Regions from separate parts of the Mus musculus genome. Here all the other regions are linked to region 5. Evidence: chromatin contacts called from public HiChIP or PLAC-seq and promoter capture Hi-C data. All regions are on one chromosome and are shown on one strand. The core of a region is the stretch at or near the end of the contact, and the rest is flanking DNA. Distances in the headings are between cores, read along the strand shown. Region 1 holds the start of Def6 (differentially expressed in FDCP 6). Region 2 holds the start of 1810013A23Rik (RIKEN cDNA 1810013A23 gene). Region 3 holds the start of Fance (Fanconi anemia, complementation group E). Region 4 holds the start of Nkx2-5 (NK2 homeobox 5). Region 5 holds the start of Hmga1 (high mobility group AT-hook 1). Region 6 holds the start of Zfp523 (zinc finger protein 523). Region 7 holds the start of Cuta (cutA divalent cation tolerance homolog).

What was found. Promoter capture Hi-C pulls out the DNA fragments that hold promoters and counts their contacts. HiChIP or PLAC-seq counts read pairs in DNA pulled down with a chosen protein or histone mark.
Region 1: a contact with region 5 is called in a promoter capture Hi-C map of pre-B cells, with 3 times the contacts expected there. The contact joins the promoter of Def6 here to the promoter of Hmga1 in region 5. A contact is called at or near these places in 3 of 39 promoter capture datasets (the C10 cell line, pre-B cells and stem cell-derived epiblast-like cells), 1 of 484 Hi-C or Micro-C datasets (CD8 T cells) and 5 of 115 datasets of contacts at active chromatin or transcription factors (bone marrow-derived macrophages, large pre-B cells, memory CD8 T cells and 2 more).
Region 2: a promoter capture Hi-C map of liver shows a contact between it and region 5, with 2.7 times the contacts expected there. The contact joins the promoter of 1810013A23Rik here to the promoter of Hmga1 in region 5. A contact is called at or near these places in 3 of 39 promoter capture datasets (embryonic stem cells, liver and stem cell-derived epiblast-like cells) and 2 of 115 datasets of contacts at active chromatin or transcription factors (bone marrow-derived macrophages and pancreatic cancer cells).
Region 3: an H3K4me3 HiChIP or PLAC-seq map of pro-B cells shows a contact between it and region 5, with 2.6 times the contacts expected there. The contact joins the promoter of Fance here to the promoter of Hmga1 in region 5. A contact is called at or near these places in 3 of 39 promoter capture datasets (hippocampal neurons, pre-B cells and stem cell-derived epiblast-like cells) and 4 of 115 datasets of contacts at active chromatin or transcription factors (bone marrow-derived macrophages, embryonic stem cells, epiblast stem cells and 1 more).
Region 4: an H3K27ac HiChIP or PLAC-seq map of cardiomyocytes shows a contact between it and region 5, with 2.6 times the contacts expected there. The contact joins the promoter of Nkx2-5 here to the promoter of Hmga1 in region 5. A contact is called at or near these places in 2 of 39 promoter capture datasets (hippocampal neurons and liver), 1 of 484 Hi-C or Micro-C datasets (embryonic stem cells) and 2 of 115 datasets of contacts at active chromatin or transcription factors (bone marrow-derived macrophages and cardiomyocytes).
Region 6: a promoter capture Hi-C map of pre-B cells shows a contact between it and region 5, with 4 times the contacts expected there. The contact joins the promoter of Zfp523 here to the promoter of Hmga1 in region 5. A contact is called at or near these places in 13 of 39 promoter capture datasets (the 3T3-L1 cell line, 3T3-L1-derived adipocytes, the HPC-7 cell line and 9 more), 9 of 484 Hi-C or Micro-C datasets (B cells, the G1E-ER4 cell line, the HPC-7 cell line and 5 more), 12 of 115 datasets of contacts at active chromatin or transcription factors (T-cell acute lymphoblastic leukemia, bone marrow-derived macrophages, embryonic basal ganglia and 6 more) and 2 of 9 other capture datasets (embryonic stem cells and liver).
Region 7: a promoter capture Hi-C map of pre-B cells shows a contact between it and region 5, with 3 times the contacts expected there. The contact joins the promoter of Cuta here to the promoter of Hmga1 in region 5. A contact is called at or near these places in 20 of 39 promoter capture datasets (the 3T3-L1 cell line, 3T3-L1-derived adipocytes, the C10 cell line and 14 more), 5 of 484 Hi-C or Micro-C datasets (CD4 T cells, the G1E-ER4 cell line, cortical neurons and 1 more), 15 of 115 datasets of contacts at active chromatin or transcription factors (T-cell acute lymphoblastic leukemia, VIP interneurons, acute myeloid leukemia and 10 more) and 1 of 9 other capture datasets (adipose tissue).

Annotation. Positions count from the first base shown.
Region 1 is chr17:28,205,148-28,209,056 of GRCm38.p6, reverse strand. Def6 (differentially expressed in FDCP 6) reads right to left here and starts at 1,279. Exons shown (of 11, transcript NM_027185.3): 1 at 1,119-1,279. The coding sequence starts at 1,214. Zfp523 (zinc finger protein 523) reads right to left here. Exons shown (of 14, transcript NM_001357995.1): 14 at 3,171-3,909. The coding sequence ends at 3,848.
Region 2 is chr17:28,269,862-28,273,699 of GRCm38.p6, reverse strand. 1810013A23Rik (RIKEN cDNA 1810013A23 gene) reads right to left here and starts at 1,992. Exons shown (of 3, transcript NR_045427.1): 1 at 1,813-1,992; 2 at 1,456-1,499; 3 at 537-729. All of the region lies in intron 2 of Ppard (peroxisome proliferator activator receptor delta), which reads right to left.
Region 3 is chr17:28,311,185-28,314,814 of GRCm38.p6, reverse strand. Fance (Fanconi anemia, complementation group E) reads right to left here and starts at 1,285. Exons shown (of 10, transcript NM_001163819.1): 1 at 933-1,285. The coding sequence starts at 1,171.
Region 4 is chr17:26,839,668-26,843,771 of GRCm38.p6, reverse strand. Nkx2-5 (NK2 homeobox 5) reads left to right here and starts at 2,207. Exons shown (of 2, transcript NM_008700.2): 1 at 2,207-2,747. The coding sequence starts at 2,417.
Region 5 is chr17:27,554,885-27,558,523 of GRCm38.p6, reverse strand. It overlaps Hmga1 (high mobility group AT-hook 1), which reads right to left and starts at 1,950. Exons shown (of 5, transcript NM_001025427.3): 1 at 1,813-1,950.
Region 6 is chr17:28,174,315-28,178,476 of GRCm38.p6, reverse strand. It overlaps Zfp523 (zinc finger protein 523), which reads right to left and starts at 1,281. Exons shown (of 14, transcript NM_001357995.1): 1 at 952-1,281. Scube3 (signal peptide, CUB domain, EGF-like 3) reads right to left here. Exons shown (of 22, transcript NM_001004366.2): 22 at 3,632-4,162.
Region 7 is chr17:26,936,778-26,940,980 of GRCm38.p6, reverse strand. It overlaps Cuta (cutA divalent cation tolerance homolog), which reads left to right and starts at 1,443. Exons shown (of 7, transcript NM_026307.3): 1 at 1,443-1,530; 2 at 1,613-1,664; 3 at 1,889-2,097; 4 at 2,195-2,254; 5 at 2,364-2,409; 6 at 2,514-2,563; 7 at 2,805-3,009. The coding sequence starts at 1,623. The coding sequence ends at 2,931. Phf1 (PHD finger protein 1) reads right to left here. Exons shown (of 15, transcript NM_009343.3): 13 at 4,116-4,203; 14 at 3,847-3,927; 15 at 3,073-3,701. The coding sequence ends at 3,416.

The sequences.
Region 1 (3,909 bases), core at 30-2,529, 650 kb before region 5:
AGCTGGGCAGACATGGGAAGGGCTAACCTTGCCTCTCTAGGGAACCAGAGGTGGTACTGGACTCTCTTTCCTGGGGCAGTAGAACCTTAGTCATTAGATGCTCAGAAAGCCAGCTCAGCTGGGTAGATGGAGCTGGCTAGAGCTTCTAAGTTCATAGGACCCAGCTTCAGCAATGTCGGAGTTGAGACAGAGGTGGGCCATGCCTGTTCTGTGCCATCTGCCTCCCAGGGTTCCTATCATGGTTGTGAACAGTGGAAATTGTAAATACCCAGATCTTGAGGGGCGAGTGGGAGGCAGACACAGCCTCCTGTGGTGCTCCAGGTAAAGTATTTACAGAGAGTGACTGGATCCCTAGCAGGGTTGAGGCTACTCTGACACTTGGCCCAACACTCCCTGGCTCCAGCAGCCTAGACTTCTGCTGGTTTCTCCTACATTCTCCCCTGGGAAGAAGACACCTACCCAGGAAGGAGAGAGCTCCTTCCGCTCCTTGGAACTGTCCAGGCCTAATGGTTTTAAGATGATGGGGGTGAGTAGAGTGTGTGTGTGTGTGTGTGTGTGTGTGTGTGTGGTCACGGAAGAGGTTTTCTCAGACCCGGCTTCCCCGACACCCTCAGCCCGAGGTCTTATAAGATAAATCTCCCAACCTGTTCTGTTCCTGCGCTGATAGGTGGCCCACATTACCGCTTGCTTCAAGTCGCCAGCTTGCTTTGCAAATGGAGGAGGCTCTCAGAGCCAAGGGCAAGCACTAACTGTTTTTCTTCAAAGCCATGAGGAAGCCACAGGGAGGAGCAGGGTACGTGCCCAAGCATGACGCTGGGGAACCCACAAGGAGCCCGGGAAGGGGCCTGGCTACTCAATCTCGGAACCTCGTGATGCCACCTCTACTGTCTGTCCAGTCAGGGTACTTGGTTCTAGACAGTGGCTTCTGGTGGCATGAGCCCTCTGGGGAGCATCCACTGAGCTACGCTGCCTTTGTGGCCCCGTCAGCGCTCCACCCGGGGCCAGGGCTGCTGGATGGCAAGGTGTCTGCCAGTAGCAAAGGCTTCCGTGGCTGACTCTCTGGGGTGGGAGCTGGCACGTTGAGTCAGCCTCCCCTGAGCCCCAAGGATGCCACTCACCTTGAGTTGGGACTTGGAGACCTTGCCGCTCTTCTCCACGTCCAGTGCAGTGAAGGCGTACCAGATAGACTTGAGCAGCTCCTTGCGCAGGGCCATGGCTGAGGCGCCCGCCCCGGCCCAGGGGCGGCTCTGACACCAAGATCCGGTTTCAGGAAATGCAAACGGCTGCAGACCGCAGAGAGGCCCTGGTGCAGAGCGGAGCGAGAGCTCCACCTGCCTGTTCCCTCTTGCTTCCAGGGCCTAGCCAGCTGCTCTCGCCACGCTCTGCTTCCAGGGCTGACCCTCCCAGAGCTGGAGCCCTCCTTTGGGCCCTGGCTCCCTCAGCACAGATAGTCACTTTAGAAGCCTGCTTGCCTCAGGATCTTCCCAGGCTCCCAGTGGTAGCTCTAGAGAGAGGAAGCAGGCCCTTCCAGACTTGGAGGGACACAGGATCAGGAGTCAAGCTTACCAAGTGGAAGCGATTGGATGAGTTAGCCCCAACAGTCTACTCTTAGTACGTTCCTACCTCACAGAGCTGTGTGGGTGCCTGAGACTGGACAGAAAGAAAACTGTAGGCCCTGTAGGCCCGGGACAGGATATTTCTTTAGAGCCACCCAGCAGAAGCTCAGTGCAGAGTTCTACCCAAGCAAAAGCAACCCAGCGGAGGAAGGACAGAGCCAGCTGCTTCTCCGCTTCTCCACGACAGGGTGCCTTGGCAGTTTGGTTTGCTGTTTCCCCCTCCCCGGGCCTTGGCTCTAAAAGAAACTTCAGAATACTGCCCACTTTGTACTTGATGGCTTTCAAGACACCAGAGCCTGTATTTAGGCACACAGGGTGACCTTGACAGTGGGGCTCACGTCAGAAATCCAGTCAGGGGCAGGGCAGGCCATGGGCAGAGCCCTCTTCAGCAGCCTCCACTTCTTCAGATGCAATGCCCACACAGATCATGGTGGCCATTAAATTTCAATGAAGTCAGTGGAAGCTAATTCTGGAGTTGTGCTCCACCCATCCACCTACTCACTCACAGGGGCATATACCCAGCCCCTCCACTTGCTCCTCACTTGGAGTTCTAAAACCTTGGGATGAGTTTGAGACCACCTAGGCTATGAAGAACAGTTCTGTCTCAAAAACAAACTATAAAAAAGCCCAGAAGGGGGGAGGGAGGAAGGGAGGGGAGAGAGAGAGAGGAAGAGAGAGAGAGAGAGGAAGAAGGAGGAGGAGGAGGAAGAGGAGGAAGAAGAAGAGGAGGAGAGGGGGAAGAGGAAGAGAGGAGGAGGAAGAGGAGGAGGAAGAAGAGGAGGAGGAGAGGAAGAGGAGGAGGAGGAGAGAAAAGATCCCAGCTGAGCAACAGCAAATGAGGGCTTCCTTAGGTGTCCCAGGAGAGGATAATCTTATGCACTTGGTCCCTGATTTCCTGGCTCTGTCAGCAGGAAGGGGCTGGGGGCTCATGAGAGCATCATACAGAGAGATGACGAGGAGGGAGGGAGAGGCTCCCACAGTTCCCACAGTGTTCCTACACAGCTGTGGGTAGCATTATAGCTGCTCTTCATGAGGTGCCAGAACCTGTCCAGCTGTGGCTGCTCTGGCCTTCTGACGTTCTTTTTGGGGGTTCTTTAGCGGGGTCCCCCTGTGTCTTTGGGGTCTCACGGCATGAACTTAGACATCCTGCCCCCTAACTGGGTTACAGAGCCGGGATGTTAGCACTGGGAAGAAGTCACTGGAACCCTGGTGAGGTTGTATGTAGTGATGGTGGCAGGGAAGGAAGGGTCCAGGCTCTGTTCAATGATGGCAAGGCAGAAGACCCAGAATTCTGGCAGCCCGGGCATTACCCCAGATTCAGCCACAGCCCAGGAAGAAGCACAGCCACTCGGGTCCTGTTTGGCGTAGGTGTGGGCAAAAGCCTACCAGCGGGTCCCAGAGCTCACCTCTCTTAGGGCCTCTTCCTGCCTGGACCCATGGAGAGCCACCTGCTGCATGGGTGGGCGCTGAGGCCACGCAGGGCTAGGAAAGCAGGCTGGAGCTTGGCCAGCCCTGCCACCAGGGACCAGCACTGAAATGATGGAGGAGCCCAGGTGGAAACTTGCAACTTTTATTAAATACTCATCCGCCCGTTTGCCACCACCACCCAGAGCAGGAAAAAAAATTATCAAAATAGGATTAAAAACCCAAACCACAAAACAAATGAAACCCAGTCCCCAGCAGTCTGGGTACAGGCCACTCGCTTGCCTCTCTGCCACAGACAAGCGAAGAGGCACCTTCACTCCAGCCACAGGCCCCTGAGGAATTAATTCTGACTGTGGTGGTGGGAAGTCCCTGGTGCCAAGTGGCTAGGCATCTTGGCCACCGTAGCCCCAGGAGACGGTTATTGCTGGGAGGCGCTGGGCTGAAAGCTGTCGGCCTTTCCCCTGGTGGTACTAGCAGCCAGGGTGGAGGCCAGTCCTCGTCCACCTAGTCACCACCTCCCTGAGGAAGGGAGTGGACAGAGCAGGAATAATATCCTGCCAAGGGAGGGACGCAGGTGTCTGGCAGCCTGGTGACCAAGCTCAGTGTCGACTGCCTGCTGCCTGGCCCTCATCTTGGGTGTAGCCCACAGACCTTTCCACTAGAGGCCATTTTCCTGTTGCCTCATCACCCCTGAGGCCTATGCGGCCATCTTCTTGGGGTCAGCTGTGGCTGGGGGCCCCGGAGGCAGGGCTGCCTGTGAGCATGGAGCCTTCTCCAGTGTGGTGTGGGAGCTGGTCCTCTTGGGCTCAGCAGCCGCTCTCTGTGGTTTCCAGGGTCACAGCCCCTTGCTGCATAGCAGCAGTGGCTA
Region 2 (3,838 bases), core at 743-3,242, 720 kb before region 5:
CTAGCACTTGGGAGGCTGTGGCAGGGGGATCTCTGTGAATTCAAGGCTAGCCTGGTCTGTATAGAGAGTTCCAGGCCAGCCAGAGTTACATGGTGAGAGCCAGTCTCGGAAAGAGGGAGCGAGGGAGAGAGGGAGAGAGGGAGAGAGAGGAGATTGACTCATATAGTCTCATGCAGCTCAGTCCAGCTTTGAATTCACCAAGGATAACACTGAACTCCTGATCCTCCTATCTCTGGCATTATGGACCTGCTGACATCACACGGGCATGCTGACATCACACAGGCATGCTGACATCACACAGGCATGCTGGTACTGAGTGAAGAAGTGAAGCTTGAAGCTCTGCCTATGAGGTGACTCAGTAGGTAGGGCATGACACATGGCACTTGCCATCAAGCCTGGTGGTGCCCTGAAGTGAGCCCACATGGTAGAAGGAGAGAACAGACTCTTTCCTACAAGCTGTGCTCTGACCATCATACATGGGCACAGGCACACACAGAGATAACAACAAACAAACAAACAAACAAACAAACAAATGTACATAAGTAAGAACTTTAAAGAAAAGCATCGGCTAAGCTCCCAGGAGCAGTTGAGGAGGGTGCTGACGTAAGGAAGCCTCAGGTCAGCCTCTGTTTGCTTCTGAGCACACACCTCCTGGGGCTTTCGAGTTCCAGATAAGGGCTGCTTCACTCAGCTCTGGAAAGCAGGAAGTCCCCAAGGCTTTCCTGGTCCCTGAGAAAAGGGACAAAGCGGTTGAGTGGAGAGGCAGCGGAGCAGATGGGCTCTCCCTGCCCTAGTAGAGCACTCTAGAGATGGGAGCCCAACCATGCCCTCCACAGATCTACCCGCTAGGATCCCCCAGATTCCCTTGGCAGCCTGCACGCTCACTCAGGAGGGGGTCTGCGGATGTGACAGAGAAATAACGCCGGAAGCAGGCTACAGGGGTGACACCTGCACACCACATTAACAGGACAGTACACCTCACACACTCAGGTCACACTGGGCTCCTTCACCTCACAAGCAAGGAACCGGCTCGACACAGAATGCCGAGGACACATGCCTCTGTGCACCAGATGTTACACTGGTGACAGGGACAACCTGTAAACACTGGTTCATTCAGGAGTGCTGAAATGCAGGCTCTGAGGTGGCCATGAGCCAGGGGAAGACATCCCAGCACTTTCCCCAGCCTGCACAGAGCAACCTGTTCCTTGCCAGGACTCTCCGGCCTTGGCCTCCAACTCATGAGCTTCCCGGGAGGCCGAAGAGGGAGGACAGCACAGAACAGGCACTCGGAACGCCCAGAGAGCTGACTGTCTTGGTGCTGTGGCAATAGGCAGAGGACAAGGTGGCCCAGACAGGAAAGACAACAAACTGATTCAGCCCTAGCCACCGACTTCTCAACAATAAATGCTCTGGAGGACACCGAGGAGTGCTAGGGACAGAGTCCTCTCTACTCACCCAGGGCTCAGGAGCGGCTTCCTTGAGGATGCGGATGCTGCAAACTGGATAGAGACAGGTCTGTGGGCTGGCTGTGGGCCGCCGCAGCAGAGGCCACTCAGCCAGTCCCGGGCCACTCGGCACTCAGCTGCCCAGCCCTCTTTTCTGGAGGCCTCTACCACAGTCTCCACCCAAATCCTGGGGCTACAGCAGGTGGTAGCTCCCCACCCACCATAACCTGCTTGGCAAGGCCTTCCGCACCTTTCCCCACTGAAGCTTCCTGCTTCTCTCTTCCCCAGGAGTCCAGATCGAGGCAGGGCCTTCCTTATCTACCTGGGATTCACAGGCCAGCTTGGGAACCCTAGGCACTGACCTTACCATGGCTCACAGTCTGCTCCTTACAGCCTGCACGTCCCCGAGGGAGTAGGTGGGGGTTGGAAGGGTGCCTGCAGGATACCTTGGACACAGCCTTCCCTCTAAAAGAGGCTGAGAGCAGGCAGGGGGCCTGCAGCTAGCCCAGCGGAGGGCCTGCTTTCTACCTGAGACTGCCAGGTGCACAGGGCGCTGGGAAACACAGGGTGTGGTGTCCTGGGAGCCCTGTACTGGAGTGACCTTAGTGCTGGCCAACCACATCAGAGGTAGGACTGGCACAGGGACAAGGCAAGACTGTCCCCAAACACAAGTAAGCTTGGCTCATGAGCAGAGTGGCCTGGCCTGGGAGCTCAATCTCACGCAGCCTCGGGTCCGGAAGTGCTGTTACAGTCATGCGAAGAGGCAGCAGGGTTGAGTGGTCCCAAACCCAGGAATACTGGTTCTGAAGGTTCATCACAAAACGCTTCTTTCTTTTTTTTTTTTTTTTTTTTTTTTTGGTTTTTTGAGACAGGGTTTCTCTGTGTAGTCCTGGCTGTCCTGGAGCTCACTTTGTAGACCAGGCTGGCCTCAAACTCAGAAATCCGCCTGCCTCTGCCTCCCAAGTGCTGGGATTAAAGGCGTGCACTACCACACCCGGCTCACAAAAAAAACGTTTCTTAACTGCCATTACTCATGACATGGGAGTGATGGTCGCCAGTGGCTCGCACACGCAGAGGTCAGTCCTTCCAGGCCTCTGCTGGTACTAAAGGCATGGCCTTTAGGTGCCTTCTATACAATGGGATTTCCATTCTATAGTCCTGGCTGGCTGGGAACCCACGATCTTTCCTGAACCTGCAGGTGGCAGGCCTCCTAGGGAAAGCAACCTCCCGCCTCTGAGACAAGGTTTCTCACAGGTCTGGAGGCTGGTGAGCAGGCTAGGCTGGCCGGTATGCCCCAGAGACCCATCTCTCTCCACCTCCCCGTGCTGCGCTCGCAGGTGCACAGCCAAGCTTTTAGTGCAGGCTCTGGAAATGGAACTTAGGCCTTCACACTTCATATCAGAAAATTAAATTAAAACGAGCGTGTGGGGCCCCGTGCCTGAAACGCCATTATCAGCACAGAGATATGGGAAGATCTGGAGCCTGAGACCCTCCTTTGTCTCAGGCATCAAAAAATGAAGGAAGCAGGAAAAGTCAGTTTTTTTTCTTTTAAAATTCATAAAGTGAAAACATTCCTTTAAAATTCTGTGTGAAAGACACAGAATAATTTATAAATTGAAGGGTTTCTGGAAATTTCTGTTCCTTGTTCCCAAATCCTGACAGCCAGGGACTGCTGGGAACCTGCAGTCCTTTAGGCCCTTTCTTATGTGGCTCCAGGGGCAGGCTCCCGCAGGCACGCACGCACAGCAGCCAGAGTCCTCCTCAGGTAGAGTCACTTCCTGGCCCGGCGTGGGTGCTGAGCATGTGTAAACACACTGACCCAGGCACCAACAGCTGTGTGAGGAGACCACACAGGAAGCAGAGCCTGCAGAAGAATGAACGCTGGCAAGGTGGGAAAGGCCAAGCAGGAGGGCTAGTGGGGCAGGCAGAGCCAGTGAGCCGCACCTCGCTGAGGCATCCAGCTCTCAGATAAGGCGCAGGCCGTGGCCTTGGATCCCAGGTATAACACGTGAACCTAACTCTGAGGTTGGACTTCGGAGGGGAGACCTCGGATGGCTCAGTGGTTAAGAGCACTAACCCTCAGGCTCCATCCCCAGCGCTTGCACGGTCTCTAACTACAGTTCCAAGAAGATCTGACACCCCCTCTGGCTTTCACGCAGTACTGCATACACATGATGCTGATACACATGCAGGCAAAACACCAGTAAGTATAAGGTAAGTTAAATCGGAGTGGAAAGAGACAGAAGAAAGAGAGAGAGCACCAGAGGTCGGCAAAGTCAGTGGAGAAGCAGAGGGCCTGACATCTTAAACCCAGCAGTAGGGCGCTCCCTACCCTGAGGCATCCACTGAGGCAGCTCTTTCTGCCTGGGCCACCTCAGCCACTACTCACTCTG
Region 3 (3,630 bases), core at 36-2,535, 760 kb before region 5:
GTATATATACATATACATACATACATACATATATACATATATACATACACACACACACACACACACACACACATATATATATATATATATATATATATATATATATATATATATATCCTTTATTGTGATAGGGTTTCTCTGTGTAGCCCTCGCTATCCTGGAACTCGCTCTGTATACCATGCTGGCCTCAAACTCACAAGAGATCTGTCAGTCTCTAGTTTTCTTGGCCTGTGCAGTCTTGGTTTCCAACTTGAAGCAATCCTCCTGTCTCAGCTTCCTGACCGCTGAAACCAGACCCTACACTGTATGACCTGTATTTTTGTTTTTCGAGACAGGGTTTCTCTGTATAGCCCTGGCTGTCCTGGAACTCAGAAATCCGCCTCCCTCTGCCTCCCGAGCGCTGCGATTAAAGGCATGTGCCCCCACGCCCGGCATGACCTGTATTTTTAACACAGGTGTCCACTTGACAAGAACATCTGTATTAGAGATACATTATTTGTGTTTTGGCAGAGTCTATGTTGTCCTGGGTGGTCTTGAACTTAAAGATCCTCATGCCTCTGCCTACTGGGTAGTGCTATTACCAGCGTGCACCACCACACCCCGCCTTTTATTCTTCTTAGGACAGAGTCTCACTCTGTTGCCCTGGAACTCAAGAGACATATGCTCGCCTCTGCCTCCAAATGCTGGAGTTAAAGCCATGCACCAGCAGCTCAGCAACTGGAGATGGAAGCAAAGCAAACAAACTCAGTCTGCACTTAGAATTCTGCCTGACAAAATGCGTGTCTCAGCCCAGTGCTGGCACGCGCACTTGTAATCCTGTCACCGAGGACATGGCTGCCGGAGTTCCAGGCTAACTTAGGCTAGATGGAACCCTGCCTCAACTACACAAATAAGCAGGGGGGAGGCGGCGGGGGCCACGGGCGGGGACTCACAGCTCTAGGCGGCCGTCGGGGCCCCGCACCTCGGGCTCTAAGTGGCCCAGCGCCTCCAGGAAGCCATCCCAAGGGAAGTGCTCCGCGCGGCGGCCGAGGGCGCGCAGAACCCCTAGCCCGCGCCGCGCACCCTCAGGCCCTGCCTGTAGCGCCTGAAGCAGGAGGCGGGCAGGGGCCTCCAGGCTCGCCCAGGGCGCCGCTCCGGCCGAGGCTACGGAGTCCGACCCCGGCGTCGCCAGCGCAGAGCGGACGCGGGGCGGCGGCTAGGACACGCGGGATCGGAGCGCCACTCCAGCCGCGCAAAGCTCCCGAAGCCAAGGAAAGCCGGAGCACCCTGTAGAGCCTGAAGGGGCGGGATCTAGCGATCGGGGCGGGGCCGGAAGGGACGTGATCATCGGGAGGGGGCGGGACCATCAACTAACCAGACCTGTAAGAGAGCGTCCAGGAGAGGGGCGGAGCGGGGACGGAGCGAGGGCATCAGGAAGCAACTTAACTCCCTGCATAGTACGAGAAGCCCGCGAAGGGGCGGGGCCGGTTCCTGCGTCTGGAGCCAATCTGATCCGCGCTTGATGGAGCGGCTGTACTATACTGCTGCCTAATCTTAGTCCTTCTCCACGTCTTTTTAAAATGTTTCTTTTCAAAAATTATTTTATGCCGGGCGTGGTGGCGCACGCCTTTAATCCCAGCACTCGGGAGGCAGAGGCAGGCGGATTTCTGAGTTCGAGGCCAGCCTGGTCTACAGAGTGAGTTCCAGGACAGCCAGGGCTATACAGAGAAACCCTGTCTCGAGAAAAAAAAAAAAAGCAAAAATTATTTTATGCGTATGGGTGATTTGCTTGTATATATGTAAATGCACTATGTCTAGTGCCCGCGGAGGCCAGAAGAGGGCGTGGGATGTCCTGGGACTGGAGTTAGCGGCTGTAAATTTACATGTGGGGTCCTCTGCAAGAGCAGCTAATACTCTTAACCGCTGAGCCATCATCCCTCCAACTCTGTTTCCATTTTGCCTTTTCTGTGTGTGTGTGTGTGTGTGTGTGTGTGTGTGCCTGTGTGTATATATATGTATGTGGGCCAAATGTGTGCAGGAGACCTGGAAGGTCAGAAGAGAAAATCAAAATCTTTGAAACTTGAGTTATAGGCAGTTAAGACTGCACGCGCATGCTGAGAAACCCCAGTCTTTACGAATACAATTAGCACTCTTAACCACTAAGCCATCTCTCTAGTTCCTATCCTTTTACATTTCTATTTTTACTCATGTGTATGGGGCGTATGTGTATGTGTAGCTGGGAAATATCTCTATGTGTATATAGTATGTATGTGTTCTGAACCTTAGTCCTCTGTGAGACAGCAATATGGCCTCTTAACTGATAAGACATCTCCCCAGCCACAAATTATCAAATATTTTGACCGTGACAGTTACTTTCAGGAAGAAAAAAAAAAAAAAGGAGATAAATTGAGATGCCTTATAATAGGATGACCAGGCAAAATGAACCCAATAAGGTCCAGGTCAGGGAGTCTGTAGGGAGGTTGCTACAGGAAGAGAAGAAACAGGGCAACGGCCCTGGAGCTGCAGGGTGGCTGAAGAGGAGATCAGAGAGGCTACCAGGCTTGAGGTCACACAGAGGACATTGGCTTTCTACTCTATCATGGGAACCCATGGCAGCATTTTTGAGCTGATTTTGATCTAAGCCAAACTATTTATTTCAAAAGAATTAGTTGGAAAAGGTGAGGTCTTTACTGCTTCACAAAGTGGGAGAAAAGGCAAAAAGACAAAAAAAAAAAAAAGAAAAAAAAGAAAGAAAGAAAAAAAGAAAGGAAGGAAGAAAGAAAGAAAAAGAAAATGCCTTCTTCTAGTAACCTCCTTTCTCGGTGTTCCACAGAGGAACTGTGGCAGATGTGGGCCCTAAGAAGTACAGCTGGGACCTCCCCCAAGCCTCAACCAGGACCTCACTGCCTAAGGCTTCGCATTTGAGTCATCTGGGTAGAAGTGGGGCAGAGTTCTAAACCTGGTTTAGGTTTCCACATTCAGAGAAGTCCAGGACAATATCCTCACCCCCTGAGGAATGTACAGTGCAGTCCCCCAGAAGTCAAGGAAAGCAGATGGTCCCTGGGGACAGGGCCTAAAAACGAACAGTCTTCAGACAGCATGGGACAGCTCAGTTATAGCTTATTGTTTTTTTCTACCAAAATCCTTCTACAAAACAGTAAAGTTTAAAAAAAATATCAAAGACTTGTAAAGAGCCTTTCTTCACTGTGGTCCTCTCCTCATCCCGACACCCACGCATCCTCCTCCTCCCCCACCCCAGGCTGGGAAACTTCAGCTCACAGGGGAGGAGGTGGAGGGTTTGAAGCAAAGCCCCAAGGGATTACCAGTCACCACTAAAATTTCTCACCCAGCAGGTCCCTTTCCTTCCCTCCCCTCCCCTCTCCTCCCCTCCTCTCCCCTCCCCTCTCCTTCCTTTCTTCCTTCCTTCCTTCCTTCCTTCCTTCCTTCCTTCCTTTTGTTTTAGATTTATTTATTATTATACATAAATACACTGTAGCTGTCTTCAGACACACCAGAAGAGGGCGTCAGATCTCATTACCATGGTTGTGAGCCACCATGTGGTTGCTGGGATTTGAACTCAGAAGAGCAGTCAGTGCTCTTACCCGCTGAGCCATCTCGCCAGCCCCTCTTTCTTTCTTAATATTTATTTAT
Region 4 (4,104 bases), core at 958-3,457, 720 kb after region 5:
GGGGTGGGAAAGTCACTGATTTTGTTCAAATTAGAAGAGTTTTCTTCCTTTTTCTTGACACCTGACCCACAGATTTGTCAACTCTGGAAGCCCTTATATCCGAAAAAAGTGATAAATCCTCACCACATTGATTTGCAAAGGAAACGTCCCCTCTCAAAACTATTTTTTAAAAAAGACTTAAAACAGGGATCCCGGATGCGGCCCCCAATATAGCTCCCCCAATTAAACGGTAATATTTCAGGCGTCAGCTCACACTAATCTTTCAAACTGTCATCGCGATCCGCAGGGCCAGCCGATTCACTTAACAGGACTCCCAGGACCCTCGCCCGAAGCTGTTTTCAGCAAGACATTTAATTGAATCGGATGTGGCTCGTTTGCCAGACGTCACCGCCTGGGTGATAGACATCCGTCCAACCCACACAAACCAATCTTCAATCTCGGGAGGGTCCCAAGCTAGGTTGGCTCAGAACAGTAACTGTAATGTAACCAGAAATTGTGGCAAGGGAGGAAAACAAAACAAAACAAAACAAAACAAAACAAAACAACAAAAGCGAAAAAAGGCAAAGGCTTTGGACTGCTTGGAGAGGGACACAGCGGAAGACAAAGAGCACCAGCTTTAGGATGCTCTGTGGTCCCTGGGTTGAGATCTCACTATGGCTCCCAAGTCTGGTGCTGACCACTGGAGCCTGGAATTGGGCTTCACAGTCTGCCTGGAGCTGGGTCTCCTTCTCCCTTAGTTGAAGACAACCCAAGGCCTTGGGAGTTTGGGTTTGAGGAAAAGCAGGAAGGAACACAAATCAGGCCTTTGCTGGCTTCACTATGGCCCAGATGGTTGCCAGCGCCCAATGGCCCACACTGCCCTGCCAGGAGGGACAGTTCACACTCTGCACTCACAAAAGTTTTGATCTCTGGACTTTGGGTTCATGACTTAAGAGTGACTTGTTTAGCTAACCTTTGACCCTACACTCACACTCCGTTTCTATTCCAAAAGCCTCTCCTCTGGTGGCCAACTCGTCCTTCATATCTGTGTGCCTTCTGACTCACAGATCTGTTCACTCTGGGAATCCTTATATCCGAAAACAGGTGATGGACCCTCACCACATGAATTTTCAAGGGCACATCCCCTTTGCAAATCGGTGTGGTGAGCCCAAGCTCTCCCAGAGGTTAGCCTTACCATATACCTTCGGTGGGGGAGGTTTTGCCTGGAATCGATGTGCCTTCTCTTTTTGAGATTACAGCAGGAAAAAGTCCCACTCTGTTGGGTCTGGGAGGGCCCAAGTGTTCCTTAGATCCAGACAGTTGTCTTAGTACAGAACCTGGGTTCCTTAAACCCTGACAGTTTTCAGACAGAAGCAGCACTGGACTGAAAATGTCCCTCCACCTGCCTGATCTGTCCTCTGCCCCGTGGAGTAGAAGCCCAGGAAGGCCCTGGAGGATCGGGCTAGAAAGGGTCTGGGACTTTTGTGGTGGCCTAGGAGGGTGAAAAATGAAGCAGCTTGGGCTTCAGGAGAATCCAGGCAGACAACCCAGAAGGCAGCTCTCCTCCAGGAAGAGTCAATTCCCCAACAATGCTTCCTTCTCTCTGGAGAGGTGCCTGGCCCCACCGCTTAGTCTGAAGCAGGTGGCCACTCCCACCCCACAATTAGCCACTTCACCTTTCCATTCAGCTCAGAACCCCTTGGGGCCCCTCTGGGTTCCTGGGTTGAATTTGGTCCTGTAGGTCAAATTAACTACCGCTCCCCAATCCAATTCTTAAACTCATGTGTTAAACTCAGTGTTCGTCCCAGAACAACTGTCTTCTCTGTGATTCTCTTTCTATGCAGGCTACTCTTAGGCAGACTTCAGTAAACAATATTGTAGTCATAGTCTTGATCCCTGAAAATAACCCCCCTCTTCTGGCTTTCAATCCATCCTCACCAGCCCATTTAGTGATACAGGACACAGTGCAAAGAATATTTATTCAAATCCTCGACCCACCCCCAACCCTGCGTTTAGACTCAGCATAACAGAATCAGGTATTTTCTTTGAGTGTGTCTGGCTGGGATTTTCAGGCTAACGAGGAGCAATCTCCTTGCAGGAGTGGGAGACTATCCCAAATGTGTCGCGGCCCCTTTAAAAAAAGCTGAGCAGGATTTTTTTTTCCCATCCCTATGTCTATATTAGGTGACGCAGAACTGCCCGTCGCTCCTGTCATCCAGGCCCCTGGCCCAATGGCAGGCTGAATCCCCCCTACTCCAGCCTGCTCCCGCCTCTTCTGCCCCTGGTGCTCCGCGCTACCTGCTGCCGCGCGCCACATCCAGGGCAGAGAGGCGGGTGCGCGGGCGGGCGGCGGGCACCATGCGGGGAGGCTGTCCCCAGGGGTGGGCAGCACCACTCTCTGCTACCCACCTGGCGCTGTGAAACCTGCGTCGCCACCATGTTCCCCAGCCCTGCGCTCACACCCACGCCTTTCTCAGTCAAAGACATCCTGAACCTGGAGCAGCAGCAGCGTAGCCTGGCGTCTGGGGACCTGTCTGCGCGCCTCGAGGCCACCCTGGCCCCTGCCTCCTGCATGCTGGCCGCCTTCAAGCCCGAGGCCTACTCTGGCCCCGAGGCGGCAGCGTCCGGCCTGGCAGAGCTGCGCGCGGAGATGGGCCCCGCGCCTTCGCCCCCCAAGTGCTCTCCTGCTTTCCCAGCCGCCCCCACATTTTACCCGGGAGCCTACGGTGACCCTGACCCAGCCAAAGACCCTCGGGCGGATAAAAAAGGTAAGGAGAACCTCAAGCTCTTCCCTTCTGGAATCGCTTTCATGTCCAAAACCCTGAGCCAAGAAACCCAGGCCTGACAGTAGCTCAGTCCGGGGTGAAGGCTGGGCGCGGGGAGTTTGGAGTATAAGATTCCAGGCTGTCCCGCAGTCAGTCCGAAGTTTAGAGGGAACGCCGAATTTAGAGGGTCAGGAAAAAAGAAGGGAGAGAGAGAGAGGGAGAGAGTGAGAGAGTGAGAGTGAGAGAGAGAGAGAGAGAGAGAGAGAAGATTAAAATGTTGTTTTCGGCCTACAAAACCCCAGTAGGTTAGGGCCTTGTTCTTGGATCTGTTACAAAGTTAAGCTATCTAACAATCCGCGTTAGAACAAATCTTCGTACTGGAGAGTTAAAATCTCTTCCAGATTTGGGGGTACTTTGAGACACTGAGAACTGCTAAACCGAAAGCTTAGCCCCGTGTATCCTGGGCCTTGTGTAGCCCACCCTGCCTTTCTGGGCCTTGCCTCCTTTGTGCCAAAAGAGAGGAGTCTGGGGACCGGGTTGTGATTTTGAGATGCGATGCTGCGGATCCCAGGAGCTGGGGTTGGCTTTGTTTTTCTAGTACAATCTCCAGGCAGGATCAGGCAGAAATTCCTTTCTGGGAACTGTTGGGAAATACGGAACGAATAAAGACACTGAGAAGTGAAGAGCAGGCTTCCGAAGGTGGCCGAATACCAAATATCTCAGAGTAGGGAGAGGGGCTCCTGGCCAGCTCACAGAAGGAGCAGGGAAGTCCCAGGCCCAGATCCTGTGCTGAGTAAAGCCAGAGAGGCCCAATGGTTTCTGCGAGTTAGAGGACGTTCCTAGGTTTTCCCTGGGAGCAGAGAGAAGGTCCAGGAACATTGGAGAAGGACTGGAGGAGGATTAGAACTTATTGCTACCAACCGGAATCCCGCAGGGCTGGTGTAGAGGCCTCTGTCCTCCTCCGGGTACTGGGAAGTCCAGAAGCCATGCCAACATCAGCTGACCACCCGAGGGACAAACCGGAGTATTCCTAATGTAATTCACTCCGAGCATCCTCATGACTTTATTTTCTTTGCAGCCAGAAAAGCTAAAGCTAAATCCCAGACTGTTAAGAGAACGCTAACTATCCGGGGAAGAGGTCTGGGATAGGGCGCCCGAGATTTCTCTTGTTTTGTTTTGTCCAAGCCACTTAGGCATTTCCCAGATGCGCAATTGCGCCAACATCGAACCGAGCGAGCCCGTGCACTCGGCGATTAGCTTAAGCGGAGCTGGGTGTCCGGCATAGGACCAGAGTGATACTCCCTGCCACCCCTACAAGGGCCCTGAGGTCCCCGGCCCGCCGCTCTAACCCGCCACCTCT
Region 5 (3,639 bases), core at 701-3,200:
GGGGCTCTTGGGGGAAAGCCTGCCCCAATCCCAAAGACCTTGCATGCATCTAGCTTGCCTGGAGATCCTGGCCAGTCTCCCGGACACTGTTTTGCCACCTGGTGCCTCCCCAATTCTTGCCGTTAGGGACTCTAAACCACCTGCTCTCCCCAATGCCCCCACTGAATTAAGCTTAGAGTCTCTGTCCAGCGAGGCCAAGGAAAACCTCACCTCTTCCACCTGTTTCTGAGCATCAGGGAGGTCTGGCATGGCCAAGTCACATTTAGGAGTCCAAGCCCCATGTGTCTCTCTTGGGCCTCCAGCCTGTCTCTCACACGGGTGCACACGCTGTGGCTCCTCAACGTTTCAGTAACTATGCAAGAACTACCAGAGGAGTAACATCCCGGCAGGCCTATTGTTAAGGGTCTTAAAGGGTCCCCCTTTAAATATAGAGAGAAGACCCCTCAATAGCCCAAGGTCACACAGCAACTTGGTAAAATGGAGGTTCTTGCGGAATGCTTACAGACCGCCACTTTGTTTACTGAGAAGCAGGTTAAGACCCAGGCGCCCTCTACTCCAGAATGAGGATGCCTTCGCTGGCGTCCCAGCCTGGTGGTTGTAGGCCGGCGCTTCTAGGAGCTAGGACGAGGGGGAGGGGCGCAGAGCCCTTTAGGCGCGGGAAACGGCGCACCCCGACCACATGCACCGCCACGCGGGTGCGCCCGGCCCCACTTCCTGCCAGAGGGGGCACCCAAGCCCGCCTTGGGGGCAGGAAACCTGGTGCGAGTCGCAGGAAGAAAAAAACCCCTTCCTCTCTCCATGAAAACCAAAGCGGGGGGGGGGGCAGAAACGGGGAGTCGAAGGGACTAGTTCTAACAGAACCCAGCAAAGCAGAGGAACCAGTTTGTGGGGGCGGAGGGCAGGCCTGGCCCTGGAGGTTGAAGAGGCGCGGGGCAGGGCCAAAGGTGTGTGTGGGGGTGGGGGGTGAAACCCCGAAACCCAGGCCCTCGCGATCCGGCCTCGTCCACGCACAGTACTACTCTGGGAAAGGCGGAGGAGAGGCCAGAGAGGAATCTCGGGTCGCCGGGCCCCTCCCCCGCACTTCTAGAACTTCCCTGGCTGAGGGGGGCGCGCGCCCACCTCCCGCCGCTGCGCAGCGCGCGCCCCTCCCTGAGGCCGGGCTCGCCGAGCGCGAGGTGCACGGGCGCCGCTGGGTGCACAAGCGGCGCTCGTCGCAGTCGCGCGCCCCCTCCCCCTCCGCGCGCCGTTCCCCGGGGTCTCCGCACCCCACGGTCGCAACCCGGGCACCCTCAACCTGGGGACCGGAGGACGCGGCGCCCCGCGGACACCCACCCCGGCCCCGCCGCCTGCGAGCACAGTGCGGCCTCCCCTTTCCCGCGGCCCGCGCAAGCCCGGGGCCTGGGAATAAAGCGGGCAGCGCGCGCCGCAGGCCCCCCGGGCGCGCCGCGGACACTCACCGCGAGCTCCGCAGGCCGCCGGCGGGGCGCGCTCGGGGCTGCCGGGTGCGGCGTGGCTGGGCTCAGGGCACCGGCCTGGGCTCTGCCGCCACCGCCGCCGGTCGCAAATGCGGATCTGAAACCGGGAGAGGGCAGAGGCGCTGAGACCGCTGCGTGCGCGCCGCCCGGGCCCCCGCCGGGGATGTGTGTCACATCCGAGCTGGGGCGAGGGAACACTGACGGATCCCGCTCCCCTGGAGGATGGCGAGGGGCAGGAAGCTGGGCACGGCCCGTGCGCGGCCTCAATAAATAATAATGTGATTAGATTCTAGACCTACAGGAAAAAAAGAAGCCACCCGAGCGGCGGCGAACTCACGCCTTCTTGGAGCCGCGCCAACACCAGAAATAGCCCCGACTCGGAGTCCCAATTAGAGGAGCGCAGCCCCGGCTCAGGGGAGCTTAAAAAGAGCGACCCAGGGGCAGGGGGGACGGGCCCGCCCGCGCCAGCCGTGTCACCGGGGGGCGGGGCCATGCAAATGAGCCCGGGGATTTAAAAGGGCGGCCGCCCGCCAGCTGCCGCCGCCGCGCGCGGGTAGCTCGCCACTGTGCGCGCGGTTTCCGCGGGCACGCGCGCCGACGGCCCTCGTTTCTCACAGTTCCCGAGCAGCCTGGCGTTGGAGGAACCGGTGACGGCGGCCCTGCTGTTTAAGTGGGGACCCGGGGACACACCTACAGGAGCCCCCCCGTGGACTCCGGCCTCGCGGGGAGGCGCGCGCTGACGCCTGTGCCCTCGGACGTCCACGCGTACCCTAAGGAGCTTCTCGCGGCCCGGACGCCGCCCCCCCCCCCCAGCCCATGTCGAGGGCCTCTCCTTAATTCCCCTCTGCCACCAAGCAGGTGACGGCGTGTGCGTCTCCGGAGGCCTCCAGGCGCGTAAAAAACAAAGTCTTGTGAAACCCAAACGTGAAACTTGGCCAACGCCAACGGTTTAAATCTAGTAACGGCCGCCACCCAGGTGCAGGCTTCAAAGGAGCCGAGCGATTGGCCGCCTCGCCGGGACATCGCGGGGAGGAGCCACGGGTGGCCAGCTGCTTGGTGTTGAGGAAGCACGAGGTCCCTCTGGTGTGATTCCCCGCCCCCGTGACTTACGACTTAAGACAAGGGGCGCCTGGAAGCCCCTTGAGGGCAGGGGTTCGAGTTTCCCGCCTCTGGGCGCCTGGGTCAACAAAAGACTTGTTGCTGGGCCGGAGGAAGCCTAAGTGGGAAGATGGCGGGCGGTGGGGCGCGCCCTGCAGGCCGGGCGCGGGCCCTTGGACGCACCTCCCCACCTCGGTTCCCCGAGTCGGCCTTTCCACACCTCTCGTGATGCAGGGAATCGTAATTCGGGCCCAGTGACACACGACTGTGACTCATAACTCTGTTCCCCTTCCTCCGCGGTCAGCCCTCTCCTCGGGGGGCGCGCGGGCGGTGGAAGGGTACGCGGGGGCCCAGCGTGCGCCCGGCTGGAGGCGGGGTGGGAGCCTTGGGGAGGCGGGCCTCCCAGTTTCAGGAATGCCTCAGGAATGTTTCCGGTGGGGGGTGGGGAGCGCGGCGGGCCCGGCTACCCCCCACCCCCCACCCCCGGGCCGTAGGATGGCGCCCTGGGCGCAGGGCAGCACGTGCTCGGTGGGGGTGGGGCGCAGCGGTCAGGCGCGGGAGGCCACGGCAGGCCGCGGGTCCCGGACCAAGGTCCAGGTGACCCTCAGTTCCAGGGGTGCCCCTGGAGAAGGAGGAAGTCATGGAGGGGCGTTCCCAACGGGTGGAGGGGAGCCTAGGGCGCCGGGGCAGTCTGGGGGAGGAGCGGCTGCCCCTTTGTGTGCAACCGCCGTGGGGGCGGGGCGGGGTGGAAGCGCGCCGCGCCCTCCATCTTTGTGCCCCGCGAGCCGAGTTGGCTGGAGGGGCTCGAAGTTGCTGCGAGCTCTGGGGACCTTCGTAGCGAGGTGTGGCTGAGCAAGCTGCCAACTCCCACCAACGCCAGCCCACATCCTCCCATGGTACAGGTCATTGCCAGCAGCCTAGGCCACTAGGCCCTTGCTGTGGTGTTGAAGGGGGAGAGTTTGGGAATGGCCCCGCGGGCCCTTTTCCTCCGACGTAGTAGTGGCCCCTGGGCGGACACTGCCTCTGACCTGTGTGTACCAGAAAAGGATACCCTTCCTTCCTGGAT
Region 6 (4,162 bases), core at 32-2,531, 620 kb before region 5:
GGAATGAAGAAATACTGTTCGGTAAAGCCAGTAGACCCAGGTTGGGAGTGGGGGTGGGAGGGTGAGGTTACAAGGACTACATTTCTGAGGCAGCGTAGAAAAAAGTTCGCTATTTTTGTCTTGACTAAGAATTGCAGAATTTTAATAGAAAGAAACATTGGGGAATCACCAAACTCAATCTCATCACAGTTCTGATCAGAAACTCAAGTCCACCGTAAGGAAAGGACCTCCACCAAGGTTTCCAAAGCTCAACATGATAGAATTTGAACTTGAACCACACACTCAATCTAGAATCCTTTCCTGCCTCAAATGATACTTCATTTCCATTTACTCTTGATCACCACAACGGTGGCATGGCAGTGGGCATAAGTTATGTATGTGCTGATTGACACTGGAGGCTGGGGGCGGGGGGGGGGGTTAAAGAGGGATGTCAGGAGGGTGAGATGATCATGGTGTTACGGGGCGAAGATCACGAGTTATGTGGATGAGTGGGTGGGAAACAGCCCGAGTCTGGTTTGCAGAAGCCAGGAGAGGACTAAGGGGTGCCCACAGAGGGTAGTCTAGGGGGTCACTAGGGACTACGGGCCTCTTGGAAGCCATGTAATGATTGTATCAGCACTGAGACTGGAGGGTCCAGAAGCAGGGCTGGGGTTAGCACTCAATGAATTGGGGGTCGCCTTGTGAGGTCTGGGGGTCAGGAGTGTGTGTATGGGGTCAAGGAGGAGGAGGAGGGCGGGGTTTGGGAGTCCTGGGGGAGGAGTCTCAGGGCGGGATGGAGGGGCAGGGACCCTGGGTGGGGGTGGGGCCAGGCCGCCGTCCAGGGAGGCCCAGCCGCCAGGCCAGGGACCGAGGAGGGTGGGCACGACGGGCTCCGGACCTTCCCGGGGCCCCGCGTTCGCCCAGCCTCCCGCCTCGGGGCACGGTGGACCCACTCTTCCCGCGGCCACCAACCTGACAGCCCCCGAGGGCGACTCCGCCGACAGACCACCATGCACCGGGCCCTGCCACCAGCGCCGGCCCCGCAACCCGCCTGCGCCATAGCCCGCCCGCGCGCGGCTTGCCTCGCGCGATATCCAGGTTCCAGGGCGGCCGCACTTCCCTCTCGCTCCCGGCGCGGCCTCCGCCGGGCCCCGGAACCCGGATGACCAGCGCGGGGCCACGCTCCAGCCCGCCCCCCTCCGCCGCGGCGGCCGGCCTGCTTATCCCGGTTCCCGGGCCCCGGAGCCCAGGCCGCCGAGTCTCCTCAGGCGAGCCTCGGAGCTCCGCCTCGCTCTTCTCTCCGCTGGCCGCCGGGTGACGCGGCCTCGCCAGCCCGGGCGCCCGGGGAGGGCGTGATGACGTCACGACGCCGGGTGGAAGCCGCGGTCGCCATAGCAACGGGGGAAAAAATCGAGCGGCGGTGGGCTGCTCGGGAGGAAGCCATTGCAGGTATCTCTAGGTGGTTCCTGCAGAGGACGGTGACCAGACGCCTGGAGGGGATGGGACTCCGAGGGACAGTCCTCCCAGCGCCCTGTGCAACGGCGCCCCAAGGGATGGCGTCCCGACAGTCATCTCTGCTGGATGGTCCTCCCCCTGGGACTTCACCCTAAGGGACGCTTCTCTCCCGCTCTGTCAGAAGGTGAACTGGGGCTCAGCACCCTGAGGGACTTAGGGACGGTCCTCCCTGTGGACAGTCTCCGTGAGAGATGGTCCTTCTGCATGGACTGCACCCCGAGGGACAATCCTTCCTGCACTTTGTGGGAAGATGCCCGAGGGGTGGGGGTGGGGGGACAGCATTATGAAGGATGGAGCCCTGACAGTCCTTCCTGCGGGACAATTCTCCCTGCAGTACTGGCTTTTCCCATATGCCCTGGGGAACGTGAGTGTTTATGAGGGATGGTGCACCCATCCTGTCCCCTGAGGAAGGGCCCTGACGTTCCCCTCTGCTCGACTCATCTTCCTGAGGGATGATTCTCTCTGAAGGAAGGTTCCCTGACAACACTTGCTTCCTTCTACTGCCTTCCCTGAGAAATGACACTCTGATGGTCGACCCCTGAGGGACAACGCCCCGAGAGTCTTCTCAGGTTCTTGGGCGTTCATTCATTCCTCCATCAGCTCCCCAAAACCAACAGGTCCCCTTGATAGGGTAGCAGTGTGAGGAACAAAACCAAGTGCCCCCTTTCTTCTCTGTTTTTCCATAGTTTTGTCCTTTTTTTGGACTCAAACTGTGGATCCCAAGGTGGCCTTGAACTTGTGATCCTCCTGCCTCATCTTTACACCTGACACCTAACTTTAAAAGTTCTTTTTATTATCTCTCTTCCAAGCAGGGAGGAATTGTGGTTCAGGATATTTTCAGAAATTGAGAGAAAATAAGCTTCCAATTAAAAATAAGAAGATGAAGGGGGAGGAGCCTTGGCACGGGCATGTTAACCCCGAGGTCCCAGTGTGGTACTGGAATTTCCACCTGGTGCCCTAGTATATACCCAGTTAGAGCCAGCTCTGCCATCCTAGCACGACACACATGGGATCTTTCCAGGGTTTTATAGCACGGATTATTGGTTAGAAATACAGCAAGAAAGCCAGACACGGTGGTGTACAACTGTAATCCCCTGCACTGGGGAGGTGAAACCAGGAGGGTCAAGAGTTCACCATCAGGGCTGGCAAGAGTTTGATCCTTGGAACCCATATGGTGGGAAAAGAGAACCTGTTTCCCCCAGTTGTCCTCTGAACTCCAAAGACACATGGTAGCATGCTTACACACACACACACACAGACAGTGCTTGCTTATATACACTCACAAATGCACACACATACTCAATGAAAAAGTTCAGGATCACTTTTAGTTTTCTGGTGAGTTGAAAATACTAGAATTCCGAGTGACCTGGATGTCTGCTCAGCGCCACCACCCTTTACCATATGGGCAGATAGCTCTTCCTTGCAGATGGTATTCGGTTCGTTTCCTCTCCATTACACAGAAACCATTTGTCTGAAGGAAGAGATAAAAGTTGTCATCCCACCACGTGGCCTTGGCTGGCCTGCATCTTAGTCTAGGTAGACCAGGCTGGCCTCAAACTCACACATCTGCCTGCCTCTCCCTCCCCAAGTGCTAGGATCAAAGGCGTGAGTCACTATACCCAGCCAAAGCAACGGTTCTAAAACATTCCAGGTCCGAAAGATTGGTGAGGAAGCTGTTGTGGAGTAGAATTTTATTCTCTTGGTACCAGGAATGAGATGCAAGGGCCCGGGCATGCTAGGCATGGCGCTCTGCTGCTGAGCTACGAGTAAAGATCAGAGGGGGGGATGTCGGATGACAGCTCTCCATTGCTGGGGTGCGGTGACCTTGGTGCTGGTTCTGCCTCCCTCGCAGGTCTGGAAACTCCTGCTTCTGCTTCTTTAATACTGGGATTAAAGACCTAAGCTGTCATGCTCAGCGAGGGGAAGTCTCCAACGTTGCTTTTAAACGTAGACAGAGACATGAATTTCCAGATATTAAAATCATTAGGAATAAGCTGAGCTGTGGGAGGGGGGAGCCAGGCCTGTCCGGCAGTGAGAAGAAGAGACCTTTGAGTGTTTAAGATCCCCCCCCCGGGCCCCCAGCTATAGGACAAGCCTTTGAGGTAGAGGAAAGGATGCTTGCTAGACCTCGGAGTTTCATTTAGTATTTTAATAATATAAAAAAGACAATACAAAATCCAAACATTCCTTTTTACAAGTTTTCAGATACATATTTTTCCCCAAGTGCAAAATACTCTGTGTACCACATTGCTGCTGCCTATTGTCAACTGAGATGCTTGCTGTATGAGAGGCAGTGGAAGGCAGATATAAATATAGTATTTTAAGATATTCTTCTGCGTTAAAAAGAAAAAAAAAGCCGTCCACATGATAATTACTCTCTGAAAGTCCGACTCACATAGAACAAGATTTTGAGCTTGTCCAAACTACTGCTGCCATTGTTTAGTCTTGGTAAGCTGATCGCAGAACGGGGCCTCTGGTCCTTCGGGTTCTCAGTCCGAATAATAGCGGAAAGACAGAGTGCACCAGCTTTGAGACAGGGCCGACAGAAAGGGTTCCTTCGTGGAGTCTGCTTAGGAAAGGAACCAGGCGGGGCACCATGTCCTGCTTGGGGTCAGTTACATTTGGCCTCTGCTCCCCTGCTCTGGAGCTCAGCAGCAGATACAGGCCC
Region 7 (4,203 bases), core at 194-2,693, 620 kb after region 5:
GCTCAGACCCCACCCCCTAAATTAAAGAAAGGAGTCAGGGACCAGAATATGAGACTCTAGTGTCAGCAAGGTTCTCCAGACCCATGTTAATCTTATTCGAACCCTGGACTTGTAGTTTGGGAGACCCAAAACAGAGACCTAGACCCAAAGAAAAAGATGAAGCCAATATTAGAAAGTGCCCCAGGCCAGAATTAAATTTTAGAATCTAGCTAGAGGTAAGAAACCCCACATTCGTATCTCAAAGAAACTGCAAACTTGGGGATGAAGGAGGAGACATTCGGCTGACCCAAAGATGAAGATGACCACATAGAGATCTAAAATACATTACATCTGAAAGATGTGAGTTAGTGACCGATTGCGAGGTTCAATTTCCTGAAACAACTCCCCAGGTAACCCAGACCCTAGGAAGGGCCCAAATATTGGACCCCCACCCCCACAGGACCCAAATATTGGACCCCCAACCCCTCACCTACACACACAAGGATCTCTGAGAACCCCCCCCCCAACTCAAGAAAATGCAGAAGCCTAACAGGAGCCACCCATGCCAAGGACCCCAGACCTTGGAGGGAGGGCTAATATTTGGGCGGCAGGGCCCTTTTTCCTGCTGTCTCCACCCTCTTCTCTGTCCTCTCACTGGTCCCCTCTCCATTTTTGGGTCACTGGATGTGTTTAGGCTCCAGGGAGGTTATGTAGGGCAGGTCCTGGTTCCTTGGGGGAATGGATGAAGGTAAGGAGACCCAAGACCGAGAGGTGGGCCAGTCCTGGGGAGAAGAGTCAGCAAGGGGGAAAGAACAGGGTCACACTCTGAACTCTAACTTGCAACTCTCATTTCTCCTCTCCACTCATTTGTCAGCCTCTGTCCGAAGCTTTGGGCTCTGGGTATCTTCCATCACCCACTAGCCCATTTACAGGTGTCACCCAGTGCTTTGAAAAGGTGTCTTTCCTCTCCCAGCCACGGCAGTGCCAGGTCTGAGCCTGCCTGATCACTGCCCCCTACCCAGGGACAGCTGGCTTCTCAGCTCGGTGCTAACGCAAGGGCGGTGGCGGGGGGTGGGGGGAACTGTCCCCACCCAAGGCTGCCTGTCAGCGCGGGGAGGGAGGGGGGCTGTTACTAGGCACACTCCGGAGCTCAGGACAACTCCCCGGCCCCAGCCTGACGCAGCGACAGCGCGGGTCGCCAGGTCTCACGTCACGTGGACCGCGAGGCCGGCCAGCAATTGGCCTCCGCTCGCTGCTCCTGAGGCGGCGCCGCCTGAAAGGACAGGCCTCATCACGTGACGGCGGGTCGCCGCAGCGGCGTTCCCCTGCCAGCAACCGGTTGAGGATTCACGGAAATGGGCGGGCCGCTGGGGCGCACGACCTCAGATAAAGCTGCCGATTGGTCGGAGGGCTCGACGCCACGCCCACTTAAGAGGGCGGGGCTACCGGGCCACTTGAGGGCCGGGATTGGCCAGGTCTGGAGACTCCGGGAAGGCAGGGCTGCTCCTGTCACGTGGTGCACACTGTTTTCGCGTCACGTGGCTACTGCAGGTAAGAGGCGGCCGCTCCGCCGGGGCTCGGGGTCCTTCGTCCGTGCAATGAGCGGCCATTGATTTCTTCTTTTCTCTACCAGCGCGGGCTGCATGAACTGGGGGCGGGCGCCCGGCGTCTTGCTCGGCGGAGGGGTGAGTCTGGCCCCGCCTTTTCCGGTCTCGAAGTCTCACCCAGCTTCTGCAGCGGAACAGAGGAGCTGTCCCAAGTTTCTTTTAAGTTTCAGGGACATTTTTTTTTTTCTTCCTGGTGCAGAAAAGGCAGCGCAGAGGCTTGGTGTCTGCCCCAGAAGGCAGCCCAGGTGCAATTTCCTGGGGCAGTTGTGGGGACACTGAATCCGCCCTCCCCCCTGCTCCAGGCCACTCTGCTCCTGTCGTTTCTTTGGATGCCAGCGCTACTGCCGGTGGCTTCCCGCCTTCTGTTGCTACCCCGAGCTCTGCTGTCAATGGCTTCTGGAAGCCCTCCGTCCCAGCCCCCTCCGGCCTCGGGCTCCGGCTACGTTCCAGGATCAGTCTCTGCAGCCTTTGTCACTTGTCCCAACGAAAAAGTCGCCAAGGAGATCGCCAGGTGGGGACCTCGGCCAGATGACCTAGAGAGAGCGTTGGGGTTAGGGGAAGGGTGCTGTTTCCGGGTCGTGCACACTCTGATCTCGCTTCACCCTCAGGGCAGTGGTAGAGAAGCGTCTGGCAGCCTGCGTCAACCTCATCCCGCAGATCACATCCATGTGAGTTGTCAGTTAGAAACGGAAATCTACCCGGAGGGGCTGAGAGCTTTTTCTGGGAGAAATCTTCCTTTCCCAAGACTTTGTTCCCTTCTTTCTCTGACCTCTTCAGCTATGAATGGAAAGGAAAGATCGAGGAAGATAGTGAGGTGCTGATGGTGAGAAAATTCCCCCCCTGCCTGGCTCCTTTGACAACTCTGGCCCTCTCCTGACACCAGTTCTCTACCCCGTTGGTTGAACTATGTCTGTCTTTGCCCTTTAGATGATTAAAACCCAAAGCTCCCTGGTCCCTGCTCTGACAGAGTTTGTTCGGTAAGAACTTTGAGATTTTCTTTTGGTGGTGGTGGTGGGGCTGGGGGATGAACCAGGCAGGGCCTTGAGTATTTCAGGCAAACACTCTGCCACTGAGTGAGAAGAAACCCCGCTCCCCGCCTCCCCTCCCCCAAGCGCTGAGGTGGACACTGTGTGGTGGAACTTACTGGGGAGTCCAGGGCTGGTGTCTTAGGGGGTGTATCTTTGGGTGTCCAAATAACCTCGCCCTATCACTTCGCAGATCTGTGCACCCTTATGAAGTGGCCGAAGTGATTGCACTGCCTGTGGAGCAGGGAAATCCCCCGTACCTGCACTGGGTGCACCAGGTCACAGAATCGGTTTCAAATTCTGGCACAGCCCTACCATGAGGAGCCCTGTTCCTGTTTTAATGCCCCCTGGCTTCCATGTGATGACCGAACCCCCAATAAATCCTCTCCTGCTCCTGATGCCTTTTCTCTGTGACATGGATGTGGTCGGGAAGATCGAGAGCGCCTCTTGTCAATCTTTCAAAATGACTCATGCCTACTAGGTTTATTTATCTTTATTACAGTCATACAGTCTGGAATCCTGGACCACCCAAACCCCCCCCCCCAATCTCTAATCCCAGGGGTTAAATAGTCTTAAAAAATTATCTCAAAAGCTGTAACAAAATAACATCAAAGGAAATGAGGGGGGGCATTAGGAGTCATGAAGGGGCAGAGAAGAGGACCTCTTCACTCCCCTGGATTCCAGCCTGGGCAGGAGGGAGAACCACTCCCCATCTCTCCAGGTACATCCCAGCTGTAGGTGAGGTCAGAGGTCAGGGCATGAAAGTGCCAGTGTGTGAATGGGGAGGGGAGCAGAAGCAGGCTGTCAGAAGATGCCCCCCCCTCCCCACTCAACTAGGTACTGCACAGAGCCGTCAGGCCGCACTCTTCGAGCAAGGACCCTCACAGGGTCCCCTCGGGACAGGTAGCTAACCCCACCTCGGACTCCTCCCCCAGTCCCCGGAGACAGACTACGGCACAAGGGAGAAGGGGGTGAATGTCTGGAAAAGCCTGGGGTCAGGGCTGGGACCGAGGAAGATGAGGCCGTCACTGAGTGGGGTGAACTTTTAGGGGTGTCTGTGGGGAAGCCAATGTGAAGTCCCAGAGGTGACCTGGAAGACAGAGGACAAACAGTGAGACCAGACAGGCCTGAGAGATGTGGGTGGGTGGCAGGAGGGCGGGCAGGACTGATGCTAGTCTGGGCTTCAGAGACTAAAGCCTGAAAGGAGGGAACTGGTGTCGACGGGATAGACTCACCTATCTGGGGGTTCACTGTCCCCAGAGGTCCCTGCAGTGCTGGCAGAAGGGTGGAAGGAGGCGAACATCCGGATAGGGCTGCTGAGGTTGGGGACAGGCAAGTCAGCACCTCAAGCAGGGAAGGGTAGCGCTCACATACTCAAAGCTGGGTAGAGGCTGCCTCTGCACAGCTCTTTGGGACAACAATCCACAAGTGAAGGTGGAAAGGGAAAAGAGTTGCAGGTGACAGAGTCTGGAATGACTGGGGCACATCTGGACCAGGCACTCACCTGGGCAGACAGCGGGCGTCTGTGGGCCGGAAGTTGTAGCCGCTGCTGCCCTCATAGCTCTGGTTAGGGCTGGGGGGTGGTGGAGACA